2 separate regions of the Mustela erminea genome follow, and region 1 is linked to region 2. The links are chromatin contacts, called in public Hi-C maps. All regions are on one chromosome and are shown on one strand. The core of a region is the stretch at or near the end of the contact, and the rest is flanking DNA. Distances in the headings are between cores, read along the strand shown. Region 1 overlaps RIIAD1 (RIIa domain-containing protein 1). Region 2 holds the start of SNX27 (sorting nexin-27).

Region 1 (4,522 bases), core at 1,783-4,282, 97 kb after region 2:
GCCTGATGATGCGGGGCTCCATCCTAGGACCCTGAGATCATGACCTGAGCCGAAGGCAGAGGCTCAACCCACTGAGCCACCCAGGCACTCCAGTATCTTGACTTCTCGTAGCACAGATTTGTTGTGCCTTTTTGCACTTTATGTAAGTGGAATTCTACAGTACGTGCTCACTTGTGTCTGACTTGCATGTTGCTCGACTGTGTCTCATAGATCCCCCATTCTCACTGCTGCGTATGTCCTGCTGTGTGACTAGTCTGAGCTGTACGCACTCATTCCCCTTGTCTTTTTTTAAAAAATATTTTATTTATTTTATAAGTAGGCAGAGAGGCAGGCAGAGAGAGAGGGTGGTGGAGGGAAGCAGGCTCCCTGCTGAGCAGAGAGCCCGATGCGGGACTCAATCCCAGGACCTTGAGATCATGACCTGAGCTGAAGGCAGAGGCTTTAACCCACTGAGCCACCCAAGCGCCCCCCGCCTTGTCTTTTCAACTGAGTATAATTGTCTCCCCCTGGCCTTCCAGGCTCTCCATAATAGGGCCCCTGTGCTCCCAACTACTCTCTGTGCCTGCCTGCCGTCCCCACCAGATGGAACCTCTGATCATTCCACTGACCTCCCCACTGACGCCGTGGGGGGGCACTGACACTGCTGGATCCTGGAGATACAAAGGTGGGGACTTCTGTTCCTACTCTTTTTTTTTCTTTAAAGATTTTATTTATTTATTTGATAGAGAGAAATAGCCAGAGAGGGAACACAAGCAAGGGGAGTGGAAGAGGGAGAAGCAAGCTTCCTGCCAAGCAGGGAGCCCAGTACGGAGCTCGATCCCGGGACCCGGGGATCATGACCTGAGCCAAAGGCACACACCTAACGACTGAGCCACCCAGGCGCCCCTCCAGTTCCTGCTCTTGAGGAGTTCACCATCTAGAGGATATGGACTCTTTCCTTTCATTTCTCTTGCTGCTTCTCTGGGTCTGGGATGCCCTTGTCCTGTCATCTGAAATCCCGACTGCACCACAAGGGGTGCCATGTGCTCTGTGAAGCTTCCTGGGGCCCTGTTCTCTGTAACCTTTCTCGCTGTCCACAGCAGACTATTAACACCCTCTTACAGCCCTTCCTGCAGGGTGCTTGGCCTTTCAGACATTTGGGAACTTACCCATTCTCTTTAACTTGACTCATTTCTTTGAGATGGTGCTGTATTTTCTCTTTTTTAAAAAAAGCAATCCCTCATATCTAGTATAGTTACTTACACAAAATTTGTGCTCAATAATTATCAGATGGAATTCAAGGAGAAGGGAAGCCAAGTCCTTACAGCTTGGGAAGCAGGGGCTTTGTGGGCAGGCGAGGCCTTCTTCCAGGGGGCAGGGTGGCCATGGCCAGGAGGATGTGTTGTAAAGAGCACGGACCTTGGAACCACCAGACCTGAGCTCTCTGCCCTTTGTTTCCTCTCTTTGTGAACTTGGGCAAATGATTAACCCTTTGAAAGATTGATTTCTTCATATATAAAATGCGGCATGGCCATTGCTGTTTTGCAGGGCTGTTGTAAAGTGAGATAAGATTTGTGAACATTCCTTATGAACCATAAAGCTCTATGTGAAATAAGGCATATTCCCGCCCAGCGGCCCCAGTGCTGAGGCCTTGTTAGTGTTGCTTGGAGACCCGCCGTCCATCCTCTCCACTTTGATTGCATCGCTGCCTGCCCCATAACTCCTGTGGTTACTCACTGTTAAACATCGTCACCAGGCTGTGGGGTTGTATATATGCCCCACCACACACAAGCCCCTCAAGGACTAGGCAGCATGTCCTTCATCTCCACCACCTATGCCTGGCTTGGGATCTGGTTCTGTGAAAATGTTTGATGAATGAGTGACAAGCTTCACCTGGCTGGGACACAGCTGTCTTGTGAGCTGAGCTTAGTGCCATTTAGAATTGCTGCTCCTTGCCTCAGAACTTGATCAGAAGGGAAATCACAAATGGAAGGGTCTTTGTCAGGAGTTCTCTGGCTTATTGACTCCCAGACGGGTGTGTCATGGGTCACTCCGCTCCCTGAAAGGTGGGACCCGCTGCCGAGGCTGAGTGCCGTCTGCCTTCAAGCCTGCTTTATTCCTACGCTTATCTCTTCATGTCTTCCAGAGAAATGTTTTTGAAAAGACCAGACAGCATCCAAGAATTTTCTGCAGGTGAGTAAGGCAATGTCTGTTTTGGGTGTTTGAGAAACCAGCCCGAGGAGTATTATTGCAAATTTAGACTTGGACAAGCCCACGATTCTCCCTACAGAGTTTGGGGGTACGTCTTCACTTGATGTGGCCCTGGGGAGCTCTTTTCAGAAGGCTCTTTCCATCATTGTCATTTCCTCCAAATGAGGACAGATAAGAAATGAGGCAGAGCTTCTTTATGGTGAGGATTAAGGATTTTGAGATTCCCAAAGGAGCAGAGGGGCAGCTCTTCTCCCTGGGACTCCTGAAGTGGGGTTCCCCACCCTGGCCGCACATTAGAATCACCTGGGGAGTTTTTAAGAAATGCTGAAGCCTGGGCCCACCCCAGAGGTTGGTATTTAATTAGCTCAGGGTGAGGGGGGCAGCCCCATGGTTGTAAAGGTCCCCAGGTGATCTTAGTGGGTTCCACTGCCCCAACTGGCTTAAGGTCACTGGTATTCAGAGGGAAGGGCCGGGAGGGAGGCTTTCTTGGGGCCTGTTAGCCCAGGGAGCTGGTGACGGGGGCACACCGTTTCTAACTGAATCTGGTGCGTCTTTGCAACTCCAGCAGATGCTGCCTCTGATTCACATTATGCCGGGTGTATAAAAACCATCCTCTGTCGTCATCGTGTGAGAGTCTGGCTCTCCTCTGAGAGGATATTCTCAGAGAGGAGAGGGCGTGAGAGCTCAGAGACAAGCTGGCAAGCTGAGCTGAGACGAGAATAACACTTGGCATTTTTTTGGGCCCCAGGATGGGCCGGGAGCAGCAAACCCAGAGATCCCTCAGCCCTCTGATGGCTCCCCGTGCGTCAGCAAGCTGATGAGCTGCCGGCTGGTGTGGCCGGGCCCGGAGCCATTCTGTGTCAGCCCCTCCCGGGAAGGCGGGAGCTGGCAGGCTCAGCGCTACTCCGGGCGGAGATGGGGACCACGGGATCTGCTGTGACTTCTGTTACTTGTTGGAAAGCAGGGCCGCCAGGAACAGGCCTGCTGAGGCTGAGCCAGCCTTGCTTTTGAGCCGAGTGAGCGGACTCCCTCCCCGCCTTCTCCCCTTGGGTTTAGATAATTTCTTCTTTTCGATTCTCATCCCAGACTATTTCACGGATCCAAGACTTCCCAACAAGATTCACATGCAACTAATTAAGGAGAAGAAAGCGGCTTAATTAGCAGAATCAGGATGCTCAGCTGTTGAGAGAGACCAGGAAGAATCCAGCCTCAGGGTGGGTGTTAACCTCGCTTACAGACAGAGGCTGCTTTGCTCTTGTCAAAATAAAGTCTGGGCTTCTCGGCCCGGAGTGTGAAGGAAACCAGAGGGAGAAGCGGCAGAGAAGTTTCATGCAAAAGTGTTTCGTTTTCTTGACACTATTTTGGGGAATTAGGGGCTGTGAAGAGTGGCCCAGGGTTTGTCTGGCATGTCCATGGCAGGAAGAGACATCTGTCTTCAGAGCCTGGTGGAATGGAGTCGGAGAGTGGAAGCGGAACCGTGTGGGAGTGAGGAGTGAGGAGTGGCAGGGAGACGGGGGTGGGACCCACTGGTATCCAGACCCCACTGTCAGACTGTGGAATACTGGAATAGCGAGCACTCTCGCAGATGGCCTTTTCCTTCTGTCGCTGGTGCGGGGAGCAGAGAGGGTTCCCATTGCTTCTGGAAGGGGCTGGAACAGTTTCCTTCGCAGCACCTTGGACGAGGGACTTTCCTGTTACCCATTCTTTTCAAACCAGGCTCTGCCCAGGAGGGTTGTCTCCCATTTTTCAGGCAGGATGATTTCTGAAAGAATTTTGCAGGTTGGGATTTTTTCTTACGAGGTGGGAAGAAGCCACGTTCCTGGTGTCACCACACCGTTTGTATTTTGCAGGGTCACCCGGAAGCAAGGGAGCCCTGTTGCCATCAGAGTGGGGTCCCAAGCTGCCTTGGGCCATATCTGCTGTTGCAAAGGCTTTTAAAGATATTCATTAAAAACAGACCTTTCTAATCTCTCTGCTGTGTTTCACTCAGAAGAGGATGCCATCCAGTAGGGAGGGCTGCGGCACCCCTCCTTGGACCTGCTGGGCCGCAGGGCCGTCTCTCCATCTACCGCAGCCTGTGGGCCTCCACTAGGGCAGCAGGCTGCTCCCACGTATGCCTCACACTGTGTCCTCCTTGACCCTCCAGGCCACTTGCTCCCAGAGCTGAGGCTGGAGGAGAGAACAGGGGTGGGGACTCCAAGAGGCCCACAGCTGATTGGGGCGGCCCTGAAGCTGAGTCCACGTTTTAGCACGGTGTCCTCCCCACCCCCATCTTCCCTCCCATTTACCGTATGGCGTGTACAAGGTTTAACTTTTCTATCAGCGATAAAAG
Region 2 (4,741 bases), core at 806-3,305:
ACATTTTTTTTTTTTTTGGTCAAATAAACAAACGAAAAAATAGCTCTTTCAGTGGAAGCTCCCGTTTTCCTTTCTTTGATGTCTAGTGGAAAAAATCTATGCCCATATAGAGCTCAATTCAAACTAAATGATTGTAGAGTATTACTGTAGAGCAAAATTCTTATTTCAACTTGTACTATTTTCCCTATTTGTGCAATTGATATACTTCTTCATCAGGTTGGTTATAAGATCATACTAACTTCTATGTTCTAATATAATAGCTGAATCCTTATCCCACATTTTGTGAGATGTCTTAATTATTCTACTACTCTCTTCCCCCACATCCTGAGCAATTACTAGAAGCCCATACACAGTCCACAAATTCTTTCAGGTGGTTGCTTGTTGCTTTTATATGTCATCAGACCTCTCTCTGCAACGAAACTTTTATTGTCTTTTTTTTTTTTTAAGATTTTATTTATTTATTTAGTTGAGAGACAGAGAGAGTGTGGGGCAAGGGGAGAGGCAGAGAGAGCTGGAGAGAGAATCTGAAGCAGACTCTGCGCTGAGTATGGAGCCCAACCTGAGGCTCAGTCGAAGGACCTCAAGATCATGACCTCAGCTGAAACCCAGAGTCAGACACTCGACAGACTGAGCCACCCAGGTTCCCTGCTTTTCTTTTCTTTTTTACACTGTGAATCCCTGTAGCTCCTCCTGGATTGTTTACTAGCTCTATGGATTCTCTACGCCTGTTTATTCATCTAAAAGTAGGGCACATTATAGGATTGTGAAGATTAAATAAAATTACAGATGTAAAGTGCTTAGAACAGTGTTGGGCACATAGTAATGTTGAGAGAAACAGTTCTTTATGGGTCTCTCATGCTTCTACCCATCTTCCTGGGTATGCCAAAAGTGCAAAACCCTGACTGCTCTTCACCAGGGTCAATTCTCAAGGTTGCATTTAGAGTGAGCAACTTTAAGGAAAGAAGTAATGTCTCCCTACATGACAGAGAACAGGTTTGTCATTGCTTCCTATGAAAAGGCAGTTTTCCCCCAACTCAGTGTTCCTTGGTTGTGCACAACCAAGTAAGTGCACAGCCTTCATGTGAGCCCTTGTAAGACCTGGGGGAAGAGGAATTGACACAAACGTGCTGAAGCTCATGTTGCTTCCTGTGTGGTAATAGCCCTTTGTCTCCGACCCAGTAATTCTGTGTCTTTTGTCAGCATCCACAAAACAGTAACAGACTAACTTATGTCCAGTCACAGACATCAGTCAGGAGGGTAAACTGAAATACCAGACTCCAGTACTAAGTGCTTAAGTAAGCTATTTTCATTATTTTGGTTCTTGCTCTTCTTTCTTGCCTTTGCTGGGCATTCTGCACACTCTCTGTGAGTGTGCATTTGGGTAGGTAGCTGAAAAGCATCAACTGGGCCATTGGCCAAGAATTCTACAGTGCTGTTTGGGGAAACAAAATAAATCAGAAATAAAGGATAACTTCAAAATCATTGCCCAATTTAAATTATTACTTAGCCCCTCTAATATCCAGTTCTAAATCGCTGAGACTGTAGTTTTCTCTGCATATACTTTCTGTATAGTTGGAGTATAGTTTTTATATAGTTGCAATACGTGGAAGTTGCGAAAAAATAACCGGGTCTTATTTCCTGTTAGCTAATAGCTGAATGAGTTTGGGCTCTACAGTTCAGTTTCCAAATAAGTGAAATACAGAAATGAATTCATGATCCACTCAGCTCACAAGGTTGTTGGGGCCACGGAATAAAATAATGTATGCTAACACAGAAGGTACTGAACAAATGAGTTGTAATGATTTAAGGTTGCAACTTAAGGCTGTCGAGTCACAAACATCAGTTTATCCTAATATTTTGCTTTAGAGGCTACAAAATGAGTTCTGAAATGAAAGAAGAAAAAACTTGACCGCATGTCAACAGTTGGAACAGTCCGTCGCACTCGATGCAGTGTTAGTCGCCCAAACTACAACTCCCGTCAGGCTTTGTCCCCGAACTGCGTCACACATAACCTCCGCTCCGCCCCGGGCCCTGCCCTCACCCCCGCCCCCACCGTCCAGAAACTACAACTCCCAGGAGGCGCCACGGGCCTAACCGTCCGTTTTCCCCCCGCCCCCGGCCTCCCCTTTACCCCCTCCGGCGGCTCTGTGACGGACTTGGGTCCCGCGGGCGGCGGAGCGGGCGCGCGCGTAGGGGGTCGCGCGGCTGCTGAACTGGGCGAACGCGCGCGAATAGGGAGTGGAGGCGTAGGGGGGCGGCGGTAGGGCTCGCTCGCTCCCAAGATGGCGGACGAGGACGGGGAAGGGATTCACCCCTCAGCCCCTCACAGAAACGGGGGTGGCGGCGGCGGTGGGGGGTCCGGGCTCCACTGCACCGGGAACGGCGGCGGGGGAGGCGGCGGCCCGCGGGTCGTGCGCATCGTCAAGTCCGAGTCCGGCTACGGCTTCAACGTGCGGGGCCAAGTGAGCGAGGGCGGGCAACTGCGGAGCATCAACGGGGAGCTGTACGCGCCGCTGCAGCATGTGAGCGCCGTGCTGCCCGGGGGGGCGGCCGACCGGGCCGGGGTGCGCAAGGGGGACCGCATCCTGGAGGTGTGAGTATCTGGGCGCCCGCCGCCCCACCCCGCCCCGCCCCCTCCGGCCGTCCCTGCATCTCACTCTACCCCTGTCGCGCTCGGGCCCCACTGTCCCCCCTCCCCCCTCCAGTCCCGGAACCGGCCCTAGGGACTCCGTTCCCCTCAGGCCCCGCACCTCCTTGGGGTTGACCCTTTCACCTCCCCGCTCCTTGGGTTTTCGCAACGCGCACCTCCCTCCTTGTAACCAGTCTACGTCCCTGCGCCCCCGCTGTTTTTACCCCTGCCCCCATTCTTCTGCCTTCTTTTCGGCCCGGTTGCTTTACCCCTGGGTATGCCGCTCTCTTCTCCGCGCTGCCCTCATAATGGACTTCTGTCCCCTGCTGACGGAATCTCCTTTTCTGACCCGGCCTCTTTCGTGTCCTCCCCAAGTTTTCATCTTAAGCATCGTAGTTTTTGTTCGCCGCTGCGGTCAACCCTCATGGACCGTCCCTCTGTCCTCTAGACGAAGTAGGCAAACCTGTGATCTGCTCCCACTTTTCCTGCGGAAATATCATCCCTCTACTGCACTCCTTTTGCTTTCCTTAGTTACCCTCTCCTGTGGTTAAGCACCCCCTCATTTTTTCTGTCCTGCCCTGTGTCCCTTTCCCCCTCTCCCTTTTGGATTCACACTCCCAAGAGTGTACCTTCTTCTCTGATCCTTGCTTGCATGCCTTTGTTTTTGTTTTTGTTTTTGTTTTGGTGGTGGGGGAGGGTGTCTCTGACACTAGTTTCTTTACACTATTGTGTAAAGAATATCCCATCTCACGCAAGCATTTCGAATCTAGTGTCTACCATTTCCATGTACCTCTGTGAGCATCCGTATTCTGAGCCCCCCCCCTTTTCTGATCTTCATTTTTGCACCATACTCCTACTTCTTTTTAGTCAGGATTATGGTGGAGCTCTCCTTCATTCCTCCTTCCCCCCAAATTATGCTCCTCTTTCGGGTCTTTGACCTCCTTACTTTATTGGGGCATGCCCTTTCTATTCTCTCTTACTACATCCTCTTGTGATCCCACGCTTGAGTTTATCCTATTCTTTATCTCCTCCAGGCTGCTTTCACTTCTCAGTTTAGGCTCTTGCTGCTGCTGCAACCCATCCTCTTCCTACTGCAGCCCCTCCTCCTTCATACTCCTTCAACCTTACTTCCCACTGCATCCCAGAGCTCTGCTGCCTTGTCTTCCTGTGTTTCTGTGCAGACCTCCTCCATCACTCTCATCCAGGTTTTACCCTTGGTGCCTTTATACTTTGTATTAAAATTTATATAGTGATTGCTGGCTGACTCTCATTACCTCCATTCTCCTCAGCAGTCTTCAATCCTGTATCTCTTGCATTCTTACTGAACCTTATTTTTTCCACACTTTTGCCCTCTCTCTCAGTGCTTGGATTTGTCCTCATGAGGTCTTTCTCATTTTTTATAAATGTTATTTTAGTTACAATTTCCACAACTTTCAGTCTCTTCTGTAGGAAAACAGTAGGTTTGCCGAAGTTTTCAAAGAGGTTAGTATCGTGAGGATCTAGCCTAGTTGAGGAGTCCCTCCCTTTTTATTTACCTCATCACCCCTGCCCTTATCCTCTACACACTTTCTCTGTGGAATTCACTCATTCTGTTTACTCTTACCTTCCACCTGAAGAAATAGTAGCTCATCAAAATAATTGTTTGGAGCTATTTAACTTTCCATTTATGTTTTCTTTTTCCATTAATGTTCTGTGTGCTCTTTTTTCTTATTCTCTGGTGATACATTCTTAATCTTTGGGGGCCTGGGCATTCAGATATAGAATGGAGTTGTGACCAAAATTTGTTTCATACCTGAGCATCTAATTCTATTCTTTCTAGATAACTAAAAATCTGTGGTTGATGTTTCCTTCTGATAGAAGCTCTTGTAATTGTCATTTTCCTTTCCCTTTGGAAGTTAACTTTGGATCCAGGTGTTTATTTTTAAATTTAAAATTGAAGTATTTATTTAAAATTAGAAATTCATCATAAAGTTCTACATTACTCTTTATAAGAACTAAAGGAACTAAAAAAAAAAAAAACTAAACCACAAATAATTCTGTAGATGACTACAGCTAACATGATCAACCATTTCAAATATATATGTGTGTGTATATTTATATGTATATAGATAT

The links. Hi-C and Micro-C count contacts between places; a contact is called where the count stands out from the background.
Region 1: a contact with region 2 is called in a Hi-C map of skeletal muscle, with 9 times the contacts expected there. The contact joins the enhancer-like site here to the promoter of SNX27 in region 2. A contact is called at or near these places in 2 of 3 Hi-C or Micro-C datasets (fibroblasts and skeletal muscle).

What each region holds. Positions count from the first base shown.
Region 1 is chr10:2,260,074-2,264,595 of mMusErm1.Pri, forward strand. RIIAD1 (RIIa domain-containing protein 1) reads left to right here. Exons shown (of 5, transcript XR_004276313.1): 3 at 2,126-2,172; 4 at 3,277-3,404; 5 at 4,041-4,522. Among named protein-coding and RNA genes, the nearest start is that of RIIAD1, 6.1 kb to the left of the region's middle. Within about 2 kb of position 3,033, the one cell type or tissue checked has open chromatin away from gene starts, as enhancers often do. A contact at or near this core is called in fibroblasts, where this site is marked.
Region 2 is chr10:2,164,304-2,169,044 of mMusErm1.Pri, forward strand. SNX27 (sorting nexin-27) reads left to right here and starts at 2,056. Exons shown (of 12, transcript XM_032303647.1): 1 at 2,056-2,593. The coding sequence starts at 2,283.